2 separate regions of the Mus musculus genome follow, and region 2 is linked to region 1. Evidence: chromatin contacts called from public Hi-C data. All regions are on one chromosome and are shown on one strand. The core of a region is the stretch at or near the end of the contact, and the rest is flanking DNA. Distances in the headings are between cores, read along the strand shown. Region 1 overlaps Abi2 (abl-interactor 2). Region 2 overlaps Raph1 (Ras association (RalGDS/AF-6) and pleckstrin homology domains 1).

What was found. A called contact is a pair of places that touch in the nucleus more often than the background predicts.
Region 2: a contact with region 1 is called in a Hi-C map of the HPC-7 cell line, with 2.6 times the contacts expected there. The contact joins two enhancer-like sites. A contact is called at or near these places in 3 of 15 datasets of contacts at CTCF or cohesin (CD8 T cells, the NIH/3T3 cell line and pro-B cells), 7 of 484 Hi-C or Micro-C datasets (8-cell embryo, the C10 cell line, CD8 T cells and 3 more) and 2 of 9 other capture datasets (adipose tissue and embryonic stem cells).

What each region holds. Positions count from the first base shown.
Region 1 is chr1:60,441,953-60,448,680 of GRCm38.p6, forward strand. Abi2 (abl-interactor 2) reads left to right here. Exons shown (of 12, transcript NM_001198570.1): 5 at 2,033-2,130; 6 at 5,308-5,454; 7 at 6,126-6,250. Among named protein-coding and RNA genes, the nearest start is that of Abi2, 36 kb to the left of the region's middle. Within about 2 kb of position 5,344, at least 3 of the 459 cell types and tissues checked have an H3K27ac peak or open chromatin away from gene starts, as enhancers often do. A contact at or near this core is called in the HPC-7 cell line, where this site is marked.
Region 2 is chr1:60,525,217-60,531,784 of GRCm38.p6, forward strand. It overlaps Raph1 (Ras association (RalGDS/AF-6) and pleckstrin homology domains 1), which reads right to left. Exons shown (of 14, transcript NM_001045513.3): 3 at 2,168-2,273; 4 at 376-884. Among named protein-coding and RNA genes, the nearest start is that of Raph1, 38 kb to the right of the region's middle. Within about 2 kb of position 5,120, at least 11 of the 459 cell types and tissues checked have an H3K27ac peak or open chromatin away from gene starts, as enhancers often do. A contact at or near this core is called in the HPC-7 cell line, where this site is marked.

The DNA of each region.
Region 1 (6,728 bases), core at 4,094-6,593:
ACTGCAATTTAAATAAAAGCACTGTACAAATTGAAATCGAAAATAAATTATAGTTGGAAAGTTATTTTCAAATATCTTAGCTGTCCCATGTATAGAATAAAATTTTCTTTTGTTCCTTTTCTATTCTTGCTCCTCTCCTTCCTGTTCCTAGCAAATTGAACTGTAGTTTAGTGTTTGGTTCATTTCTACCCATCACTTACGGTAACTTTGGGTTTTGTGTTGTTTAAGGTTGAGCTTAAAGGACTTTGGTTACTACCCAAATCTTGTGGTATCATTAAATCAAGATAATGCAGTTTTTAAAGCTATGGTGGTTATTTCTCAGATTATTTACAAAATTTTCTTCAAATGTAAATTAATTCTTTGAAAGTGTTCTGATATTTTAAAGATAAAATTCCCATACCCTCTGTTTATTAAGAGGGAGATAGCAAGGATAATCTATTTCTTACTTGATAGTTTGTATTTATTGTTTAAAAGCAACAGCAAAAGGATTACACATGAATGCTTTACTTTAAAAATAATGATATTTCAAAGGTATCATTTGTCATTAAAGATCGTTTTAACATCACACACAACTTGTTCACTGGGCTATTCATTTGAAGAATTTATTGCTTGATATTTTATTTCTTGCTTTTAGGATAGTTAACAATTATTATTTTAGAACTTAAAAAAAATCCACTGAAGTCAGAGTTAATTTTGACAGCTTTAGTACTATGTGACATAATTAAGATTTGTTTTCACAAAATTTATATTTTAAAATTGGCCAGGCATGGTGGTGCAGCCTTTAATCCTAACACTTGGGAAGCAGAGACAGACTGGTCTCTGTGAGTTCAAGGCCAGCCTGATCTATATAGTCAGTTTCAGGCTGACTAAGGCTTCATAACTATATAAATGTATATTAATATATATTAAAATTGTAAATCTGTTCCAACTTCAGTGGTATAATATTTTCATCTTTATTGTTGTAAGTATAGTGTTTTAATATCTGAAGATAGTATGAGAAATTTGAGGTTATTTCTGTGTGTTGTGAAGATGGCAATGCAAAATAATAGGGACTTAAAAAAGAGCATGCATGAATCTCCTTTATGAATTTTAACCTATTGGGCTCAAACAATGTGAAGTTGCATTGCACTGTATTTCTTATTGATTTTTTATGACTGGATTTTTAGGGGTTTCTCTACAAGTATTGACATATTCCTTAGATGACCTCATTAGTCTCAGATTATCCATCTTTTCTGTATTTGAAAATTCAGTTGGGAATAGATTTACGAACGCAGTCATGGTCCATCTCTGACTTAGGACTATTTTACACTGCTTCACACCTCAACTAGCCTTCAGTTTGGGCTTGAGTGTCATTCCCACTAGAAGTCACACAATGACAGTGGCCTTTGTGTTCTCAGTGATGTGTTACCTCAGCCCTAACATTGTGTTTCAGATACTTAGGAAAATGCCTTGAACTGCTAGTAGCTTTCAGGTAGGTGATTTCCTCATAAGGAGAATATTAAATCTGAATTGTAAGAGTGATTCGCAAGGCTGAACTTTTCTCTCTATATCATATAATTCATCTGTATTTTCTATTTTTAGTTATAACTGAGTGTATGCATAGTTGCATATCTTTAGTTGGAAATTTGTTTTGTTTATGATATACTTGTTATCCAAAGAAAAGAAAACAATTCCCTAAAGAATTGTTGTTTCTTATTGTTTCTAATTGAGTTTTTTGTTATCACTAAAGTTTTTATAAATATACTATTCAATTTTAGCTGAATGTAATATCAAATAGTCTAACCAGTGATCTGTTGGTGTGATGGCCTAATGGCAAATAAATTTTTCACATACAAGTTTAAAATAATTTGAAAAATCCTATTAGGAAGAGTCCTTTGAGTACAACTGTAGAATAGTAGAGTAGGAATTGCATACAAATTGCATGGCCTCTAATTTTTTTTTTCTTTTTTAAACCTGCCCCTCTTTATTTTCCACAAGCCACTTAATTTCACTGCATCGAAGTTAAGTTGTGTTTTTTTCAACATCTTTTTAGGTGAGTACCCAGAATATGAAAATGGGTGGATTGCCACGTACGACACCTCCAACTCAGAAGCCCCCAAGTCCCCCTATGTCAGGGAAGGGGACACTTGGGTGAGTATATAGTAATGAGAAACCATGGAAAAATAACAGAAAAAATACTATTGTGTTAAAAAACATAGCAGCCTCTATGTAAATTGTAGAGAGAATATTTTCTTGGTAATGTTATCTTTTATGTATAACTTTTCCTGATAAGCATATCTTTGTACTTTAAAAGTGGCTGTTTAGAAATTAGTTTTTGTAGTGAAGATATCAAGACAAAATTCTAGCCTAAAGTCGTGGTTAATTATAAAGTGAAGTCTAACTTTTTCTTGAATGTTTTAATGATCTGTTTATATTACAGTTGAATTTATTAGGCTTAGTCAAGAGGCTATGTGGATTGTAATATTCTGATTAACTTGTTATGATATTTTTCCGAGTTTTGATTTGGGCTCTGGAGTTAGCTCTTTTCCAGATATTGACAGAAGGAAAGCCTGATGCTTTTCTTGTACCGTATCCTAGCTTTACGGTTGAGGTTCGAGTTCAGGTGGGTGTTGTATAATCCAGAAGCCAGTTGGCTGAACTTCTGGTTTAACTCTACTGTATGTTCTATGGTCCTCTAGGCAGGTTGTCAGCAGTTAGCTTTTTTAATCTGTAAAGGGAATGGTATTTTGTCCTCTATCAACTTTCTAGGGTCATTGAACTACAGATTGGATTTTTAGAAACATTATCAGACATGATGCTTTCAGAATGTCTTTGTGATATTTTCTCAAAAAAAAAAAAAAAAAGAAAAGAAAAAAAGAGAGAGAGAGAAAGAAAAAGACAAGAAACCACAAGAAGGAAACCCTAAACAAATAAGTAAAAAGCACTTCCCACCTCAAAACTTGGTCAAAGCAATTTGAATTTAGAGGGTACAGAGGTGAGTTGATGTTGGAAAGACACAATTTGACCAGTGGAAAACAAAACATAAAAATGCAACCAGGAATAGAATGGTTTTAATTAATGAATTTGTTGTATTTGTTTTTAGGCCAGGTTGTCACTACATAATGCAATCCCACCCTTCCTAAAGTTTTGGAATGCTGGGATTCCAAGTTTGTGCCTGTAATTCAGTTTAGGCAGTTTAGGTAATTCAGTTTATCTGAAATGATCTTTTTGCCCTCAAAGAGGAAAGAATCTAGCAGGTCAAGTAAGTTTAGACTTGAGAGGGTATGAAATGGCTGTGGAGTGTGGCAATAGCAGAGGGGCCTTGGCTTTGTTTCCCTCGGGTGGACCACCTAGTGGAATTGGTTAGGGTTTAAGTTAAGGCTGTTATCCAGTGTCTGGTAAAATTAAAGTTTCTGTTGGAATGTATGTATTCATGTGCCAGTAATGCATTTTTTTGGGTATTAGCAGAAGTGCTAAACTCCATTGCCCATTTGATGGTCCTGGGCTGTTTTAGTCTTTCTCTAGTTACTATATTCTCTTCCTCCTGTGTTGTTGTTGTTGTTGTTATTGTTTTCTCCCTTAACCCTGTTCGTATCATTATTATTTTATTTTTTGTATAGTTCTCATGTAGTGAAGTTAGAATGGAATATTTTTGTGTGCAGAAAACATAGTCAAAAAGTAGAGTTTAGAAATTTATTTCCTGATATAGATATCATATACCAACATATTATATGTATTATATGTCATATATAGAAATTATAACTTACTTAAATGAAATTATTTGTAGTTTGTTTATATATGTGCATTCTAATTTCAGAGATGGTTGTTTTTGGTTTTTTAAGACAGGATTTCTCTGTGTAACAGTCCTGGCTGTCCTGGAGCTCTCTTTGTAGACCAGTCTGGCCTCAAACTCAGAGAGAGCTGTCTGCCTCTGCCTCCTGAGTGCTGGGATTCAAGGCTATGCCACCACCACACAGCTGTTGCTTGAATACTTAAAAAACTATTTTAAGTTCAAAGTCCTGGTCTTTCCCTTTCCTTTTGACACAATAGTATTTATTTTGAATTGTTATTTTGTTTATTGAACAGTGCTTGAGAGAAGTAGGATGAACAGTGCCTTTGAAAAAAACGATCTTATGTGCTGGGTGGTGGTAGTGCACACCTTTAGTTCTAGCACTCAGGAAGAGGTGGAACTCTGAGTTGAAGGCCAGCCTGGTCTACAGAGTGAGTTCCAGGACAGCCAGGGCTACACAGAGAAACCCTGTCTCAGATTAAAAAAAAAAATCTTGTTCAAAATCAGTGAGCTATTGTGAGTGAGCTTGAATGGCCAAGGAAAGAAACTCTGGGAACCTTAAGGGGAGTTGAATCACTGAGAAATACAAGGGCCAGTTGAGCAGCATCCTCCTGCAAGGAAGAAAGCTTTTTTACATTTTATGCCTTGATATGCCAAATTCTTTTAAAGTTGTAATCTCATCTGCAAGATATCCATTGTCTTAAAGGATTTGGTCACTTAACAAGAACTGAATGAATGCTAACCAGCGCTCCAGGAAGCATCTTACTCCTGTTATTTTCCTTTCAGATTTTTTTTTTTCCATCTGCTTCCTTTGAAAGGAGTATTTGGGAAAAGGAAAACAATTTTTTAATAAAATCTAGTTTGGGTTTTATAGTTTAACTAAGATAGAAGGACTTAGGTAGTCTTTTAAAGTTTCTCTTCAATGCTGAACACTGAGGAAGAAAGAGATTAAGATGAAGTTGAGGGAGAAAGGTAAAAAAGAAAAAATGAAATTAAATAGTGCATTTTTAAGTACCAATAAATCTTTAATTTCTGTGTCTTTAGTGTATAAAAAGGGGAATGAGTTACAGCTGGTATTGATCTTCATGTGGAATTTGTGACCCCCAAAATCTAGATTTGTTATCTGTATTTTTAAATATCTATGGTTAGGGAGAGAGAGAGGAGAAGAAGATAATTAGTGCATTCATCCAGTGCATTTGGGAGATTTTAACATGATCCTAAAGTAATTCAAATTCTTCTAAGAAAAGAATAGAGTCTAGAAAACATTGGCCTAAACAATGGAAAACTTGGTGTTTTCTGCAAATAAATGAACAAAATTCCATTAGCATAGGAATGAGGCTGGAGACTGAAATTTACACTACATACTCACCAGAACTCTCTCTGCTGGTAGAAGAGTTATGCTGAAGGAAAGACAAATTGATAGCTGGGTTAAACCACATTTCCTCTTTCTGCTTACAAATTGTATGTCACTGGCAACTCTGAAGTTAGCGTGCCGAGACTTGATTAATCACACCATACATACGCTCTTCTTTTTGTAGGCGGCACTCCCCCTATCGAACACTGGAGCCAGTGCGTCCTCCAGTGGTACCAAATGATTACGTACCTAGCCCAACCCGTAATATGGCTCCCTCGCAGCAGAGCCCTGTGAGGACAGCTTCTGTGAATCAAAGAAATCGAACTTACAGGTATTTTCTCTACCTCAGCGCAAACCACGATGGTCAGAGTACCATGATCTCTTCAGATAACTTCAGCTAATCTCTCTCATTTCCAAGCACTAAGTTCTTTTCCTCACTCTGCTCTCCCAAACCTCATCTGATTCTTCCTCTCTCTCCTCATGTTCTGATGCAACTTTGAACAGCCAGGAAGGTGAAAAAAGACATCCCAGAGATAAACTTAAGTTAATATAAAAACCATTACTAACCAGGAATAGAAATTGCAAGTTATTTTTTGCTGGAAATTTACAGATGAAAAACTATTCATAATAAAATATTAGTATATTACCATGCCATTACAAACTGAAATAAAATAATTTAGTAAAATTTACTAAAAGCTTCTTTAGATGGGTATCAGGCCAGGATATAAAAGGTAGTATTATTTTGATGTGTAAGCACCAACAGTTTGCTCTTACATTTATAGGGAATTTACTTAAATTTTTTTTATAAGGTAGACTTTATAAATAGGTATCAAAACAAGTTTACTGAACTCAAGAGTTTCTCCTTATTTATTAAGGAATTCCTATTTGAAATGGAAGCCTTTTTGAATTATGTTTCTTGTAGCTATGTCCGTTTCAGAAATACACGGGAATCCTGGTATTGTGCTCTGCATACTCATTCTTCGGTGGCTCTTCCTCCTTCAGCAGCAGTGGGAGCAGTGGAGGAAGTCACCCAAGTAGTCGGAGCAGCAGTCGGGAGAACAGCGGAAGTGGTAGTGTGGGGGTACCCATTGCTGTGCCTACTCCGTCTCCTCCAAGCGTCTTTCCAGGTAGAGCATTAGTGGTTATTTGTTTGGTTTTATTTTGTGAATTTGAATTCAATTTGTTACTGAACTTAGTGAGTGTGTATGTGTGTGTGTGTGTGTCTGTCTGTTTTGCTGGCTGTTAAACCCAGATTCTTCTTAATGAAATATTTAAAGAATTCTTCCCTAGCACTCTGCAAGGTTTTGGGAAGTCTGCACATATCCAGCTGATCTTAATGGCTTTGCTATTTTTTCTACTTTGTTATTTTGTTTTATGTCTTTGGTGAGTACTTCAGTTGGTACTTTGAGGTTCATGTTTGTATTATAACTGCATTTTCTTGGAAATGGGGAAGACATGGTTTGAGAATCATTTTGATAACAAAGGACTGGAAATGTAAATTTAGGAGCGTTAGAATCCAGCAGTTTCTAAAAAACTATTTCTTCAATCTCTTTCCTTTCTCGCTCTTTCGCTCTCGCTTTCTTTCTTAAGATTTATTTATTTATT
Region 2 (6,568 bases), core at 3,870-6,369, 83 kb after region 1:
GGACTACAATGAAGATTTACATGCCCTTATGACCTTACTTTAATCATGTTAAAAAAATTATCAGCTTTTTAGCTATTTATGGCTTTTCAAATCATAATTAATATTTTAATCACATGGAATAACTGGCATTAATTCAAGGGATTCTAACAAATCAAAAGACAAAAGAAAACTGTAAGCCTCTTCTAGTTCATCTTTGTGGCGCTGCTATGTCTGGTGGTACACTCCTGTGGTCTATTTAGCTGAGAGGTACTTTTGATAAATTTTAAATGTTAAAGAAGTAAGAAAGTCAATCAAACTATATTAAAACAAAACTAAACACAGCCATTTCTCTGCATTTTAAGGCCAAAATAACAGAGAGAAATTTTCTCTATTTACCTCAGTAATTGGCTGCCCCTGGTGTGTGGTCAAATCAAGCTCTTGAGGGCGTGTCACTTTATCAATATCCAGAGAATCCATGCTGGAGGCTGCAGAGGTGATGCTTGACCGGGAGGAGTTACTGATGGAGCGCGCTTCAGCATCACTCACAGTGCCTGCTGATGCAGTCCTTCTGTGCTGATTTGTCACTAAAGGCTTAGGATCTTCTACCAGAGATTGCTGAGCAGCCTCATCCATGCTCAAGGAAGCCTGTTCTAACTGAGCAGTGATGTCATCCAGGGAGTAGTTAGCATGGGAAGGTTTAGTTGTTCTATTAGAGGAAGATGACGGTCCTCTCAGGGTGCCATGTTTTGACGTATGTCGGCCAGCAGGTAGCTTCTGAGGAACTTTTGGTTCTGTGACTTGACGCTTACTATTTCCTGAGCCAATGCTGCTGAGCTCCTGCTCTATAGAGCAGAGGTCAGCCATCAGGGCATCCAGGTCCACAGTCTCACCCTGATTCAGAGCTTCTACAGAGAAGACAAAAGTTTCAGAACATAATCAAAATCTATACATTCTATTATAAATTAGCCATAGGCAGTGGGGGAAAAAAAAAAAGGAAAACAATACATTTCATTGGACCTAAAATCAATCAAATCAAGTACTTAACAGGTTTTGTTTTAAGTCTTGAGAGAATTGTTAGAAGCAAATAGCCTATCCTTTAAGATCTCTGGTAAAGAAAATAAAATTGTAAGTTTAAAGACAAAATGCTGAAAACACCTTGTACTACTCCATGGCTTTATCCCAATCTTTCAAGTACTTTGTACTCTGTGCTGGCTTGACACAAGTGAGAGGTATCCAAAAGGAGGAAACCTCGATTGAGAAAACGCCTTCATAAGGCTGGCTGTAAGGCAGCTTCTTAATTAGTGGAGTCCAGCTGGATGGTGCCATCCTGGGGCCGGTGATCCTGGCTTTCATTAGAAGCCAGGGGAAGCAAGCCAGTAAGCAGCATCCTTCCATGCCTGTTTCAGCTCCTGCCTTGAGGTTCCTGCTGTCTAAGTTCCTGTCCTGACTTCCTTCAATGAAAGATGTATAAGCCAAATAATTCTTTGCTTCCCAATTTGCTTTTGGTTATGGTCTTCCATCACAGCTATAGAAACCCTAAGGCAACTATCAATATGATCAATATCCATGTAGATATGGTTATTACCAAAAGAGAGAAGGGCATAAAGAGGAAAGTCTTAAAAAATCAGAACATGTATTGCAAACACTAAGAAGTGGCTAGGTACATTAAATACAGGTCACATGGACTGACTTTTAAATCATTAAGAAAATTTTTCTTTAGACTTTAATCCAGCCAGAAAACAATACAGTGGGATTGCTGTGGGCTTTCTCCTTAGCATGCACAGTATCAAGTATTAAATACATGACAAGACATACATACATGTTATGTTCTAGTTTCTTTTTCTGTGATTGAATATGCATAAGTTAACTCAGAATGAAGAGATGGCTCAGTAGCTAAAAGCAGAGAACCTGAGCCCCATTCCTAACACCCACCAATATTAGATGGTTTACAACCACCGCAACTCGAACTTCAAGATTATCTGACACTTCTAGTCTACTGGTAGTCTACTGGGACCTGCACTCGTGTGTATACCTACACACACACACACACACACACACACACACACACACAAAGTATGTACACAACTTTTTAAAAAAGAATAACAAAACTCAGTCAAGTTACATATATAATTTAGTAATGCATTTCTATTATTCCTATATTATAGAACTTGACATTAGCAAATCTTACCATTCAAGTTGTATATGGAGAAGCGGTAAGAAAAGTTGGCCATATTTGTTTCCTGGCGAAGAGGAGATCTTTTTACTGGTTCTTTGGGCTTGTCAGAATCCAAACTCTTTAAAAGAATAAAGTTTAACAAGTTGTATTAATGTGGGTTTTCATTACAGAAAAAGATGAGTGAACTGCCATACTGTCTTGGAGTTTCTCTTGATGTGATGAAAACACCATGACCAAAAAGCAAGTTAGACAGGAAAGGCTTTATTCAGCTTACACTTCCATATCATTGTTTGTCATCTAAAGGAACATTTAAAAGAAAAGGACAGGAACTCAGACAGGGCAGGTACCTGGAGGCAGAAGCTGATGCACAGGCCATGGTCAGGTGCTTCTTATTAGCTTGCTCCCCATGGCTTGCTCAGCCTGCTTTCTTAGAGAACCCAAGACCACCTGCCGAGGGGTGGCCCCACCCACAATGGGCTGGGCCCTTCCCCATCAATCACTAATTAGTAATGTGCCCTACAGGCTTGCTTACGACCCATCTTATGAAATTATTTTCTTGAGCTTCCCTCCTCTCAGATGACTTTATCTTGTGCCAAGTTGACATAAAACTATCCAGCACACATATTAAAAAAGCTGAAGTTTCTTCTAAATGATAGCCACAAGGAAAAACATAATGGTTTTCATCAGTTATCTCTAATTTCTAAATACATAACTTAATTTTAGCACACCACGGACTCAAAACTATCACAGTTCAGGGTAAATATCTTTTCAAATACGTCATTTAGTCAACGGCTTCATTCTACATAAGTTCACTATGAAGTATATGAATATGGACATGGTAAAGAACCATGAAGAGAGTTTGGTCGTCTCTTACCTCAAAGGGTTATGTTTTTTGATCTACCATAGTCTCATTAATGTCCTATTATAAAGGACAATCATGAACTTCATTCCCTCCCTTCCTTTGTGGTGTTGGGGCCTTGTGCATAGCAGACACTCAAACCTACCACCAGGTCACACTCCTATTCCTTACCACCTTCTTACAATGACACTGTAACTTTTTCACCTGTAACTTTTCTACAATAAGAAAAAATGGGTATCTGAACAGAAAATCACAACCATGACAGAGGAGGGGGGATGAAAAAGAAATCCAACTGTTCAAAGCTAGAGTAGTATTTTACAACTAACTTCTGTATAAATGTCATATAAAATAAGTTCAAGTTTTAAAAAAGAACTCTGGTGCTGGGCATGGTAGCACATTGGAGGCAGAGGCAGGCAGATCTCTGTGAGTTTGAAACCATCCTGGTCTATAAAACAAGTCTCAGGACTACACAGAGAAACCCTGTCTTGAAAAAACAAAAACTGAACTTCAGGCATTCTATTTGTAGAATTATAAAGTTACATTAGGATGCTATCTTGAGATTTTATAACTCTATTAAATAATGCCCATCTTGTTTTTAGATATATTCTCCTTGTAGCCCAAGCTGAGTAAAACTCACTGTATACAGCAGAAAATAACCTTAAATGAAGATGACCTCTAGAGTGCTGGGGTTACAGTTAGGTGCTACCACAGCTGCCTTCAGTGGCACTGGGAATGGCACCCGGTCTCTGTGGCTGGGGAGACATATACAGTCAGTCCCCATCTCCATTCTGTTTCTAAAGATTCATTTTCATGTGTATGAGTATTTTGTCTGAATGTATCTAATTGTACTGTGATGATTTGAATATGCTTGGCTCAGGGAGTGGCACTATTAGGAAGTATGGCCTTGTTGTAGTAGGTAGGGCCTTGTTGGAGGAAGTGTGACATCATTGTGTGCCTGGGCTTTAAGACCCTCATCCTAGAAGCCTGGAAGTCAATCTTCTAACGGCCTTCAGATGAAGATGTAGAACTCTCAGCTCTTTCTGTACCATGCCTGCCTGGACACTGCCATGCTCCCACATTGATGATAATGGACAGAACCTCTGAACCTGTAAGCCAGCCCCAATTAAATGATGTCCTCATAAGAGTTGCCTGGGTCATGGTGTCGATTCACATCAGTAAAACCCTGACTAAGATATGTGCCATGTGTGCATGTAGTGCCTGCAGAGGCTAGAAGAGGTAGCTGGATCCCCTAAAACTGGAGTTACAGTTATGAGCTGCTACTCAGGTGCTGAGAACCAAACCTCTGTCCTCTGCAAGAACAGCCAGTGTTCTTAACTACTAAGCTATTTCTCTAGTCCTTCATCCTGATTTTGATGCTATCAAATGAATGTGATCCTCAATCTACTCAGTGTTTTATTTCAAAAAACAGCCGAGAAATTCTTCTTTAACCTTAGACATAATTTTTCAGAAGCAATTTACGAAAAGTCAACTTCTTTCCAGTTCAAATAAATGAATATGTATTTTTAATTACCTGCCCATGGTGCTGAGACAAAGAAGGCGATACTGAGAAACACTCTCCTAAGGTCAAGAAATTAGTAATATAGTATGGTGAGTTTTAACCTTTGGGGAGGTTGCTAGGAATCTGCAAAAATCCTACAGATCTTCTTCCAGGAAAATGCCCAATATACAATCTTTTTTCAGCTGTTTTTGAGGAATCATTAACTATTTGAAACTTAAAGTTGATTAACACCGAATGTGCACAGGTAGTGAGCTAAAATAATGAAGTAAATCTGAATCTTAGTAAGTCAACTATTTTTTAAAATATCCGTAAAAACGAACATGTTTATAGTTAAGTCATGATATGCATTGGTTTTAATGTTTCTCTTTAAGATTCATTTATTTTATGTATATGAGTACACGCTGTATCTGTACAGATAGTTGTGAGCCTTCATCTAGTTGTTGGGATCTCTGCTCGCTCCGGTAGACCCCCACTCACCTGGCCCAAAGATTTAATTATTATTTTAATTAAGTACACTGTAGCTGTCTTCAGATGCACCAGAAGAGGGCATCAGATCTCATTACGGGTGGTTGTGAGTCACCATGTGGTTGCTGAGATTTAAAGTTAGAACCTTCAGAAGAGCAGTCGGTGCTCTTAACCCCTGAGCCATCTCACCAGCCCTAATGTTTCTCTTTAATGACAGATTTCGAAGATGAAAAGTTAGGCAACTTGAAATATAAGTGAGAAGAGAATACTGAGTGTGGAGAACTACCATCTGAGTGGAGTTCCTACCTCAGCCAAGGCAGTCTGACTCTTTCCTAACTGCTTTCTCTTTTTGGCCTCCTCCTCAAGTGTACAACCACTTGGTCACAGACACAATATACTAGCCAGCCCTTGGATAATTTCCTTTATACACTATAATTTCTATTTATTTCTTCTCGTCCTAGCTGTATTAGCTACTTTCTGTTGCTGTGAAAAAAAATCATGACAGAGACAACTTAAAGAGCAAAAAGTTTATTTGGGTTTAGTGTCCAGAGGGATAAGAGTCAGTCCATCATGGCAGGAAGCCTGGCAGTGGGTAGATAGAAGCAGGAAGCCGAGAGGCCACTTCTTTACCACAGACACAGCAGAGAGAGCAAACCAGAGAGGTGTGAAGTTCTAAACTCTCAAATATGCCCCTGTGGCATACTTCCTCCAGCAAGGCTACACCACCCCAATAACCTCTCCATCAGAGCTACTGACTTGGAACCAAGTATTTAAATACCTAATTTTATAGGGAACACTTCTTACTCAAACCAACACACCAGCATAGAACTGGACACTTAATCATTATCTTTATCATAACACTGCTTCTGTAAGAAAAAAGCTAAGAAGTAAGAAGTGGCTCATTTAGTGCTTATAACACCTGCCTGAGGACCTGAGTTTAGATCTGCAGCACCCATGTAAAAGAGGAGAACTGGTGGAGTTGGTTCTCTCTACCATGTCGGTCTCAGGGATTGAATTTAAGGCTTGACCGCAAGGACCTTAACCTGTAACTGTCTTTGCTACTTTGTAGATTCTTCTCCTCTGACCTCCATATACTCCACAGCATGCAACCCCACCTCCCTACAATAGAAATATGCCATAAGAATAGAGGTAGATACTGGATATAATGGCTAATCTCTGGTATCAAGTTGGCTGCATCTGCAATAAAATAAAATTCATGCAGCTGTGCACAGCTGTGAGGGATTTTCTTGATTGGATTATTTGAGATGGGAAGGCCCACCCTAAATCTGGGCCACACATTCTGGTGGCAGCTCACTTAAAAGATATGAAAGAAGGAAGCCTTTGCTTCTTTGCCTGCTTGCCTACCCTCTCACTGGCAGGTTTATCTACCCTGTGTCTAAGTTATTCCTTTGCTCATATTAGAATCTACTTCTTTAGGCTCCAACATAGACTGAACACCAGAAGCTCTCTAGGAACCCCCCAGGACTCCAGCACCAGAAGGGCAGTGCTGAGACCTATACCCAATTCTTGCCCTTCCCATCAGGAGCAGCCATTGCTGGCTGGATCACAG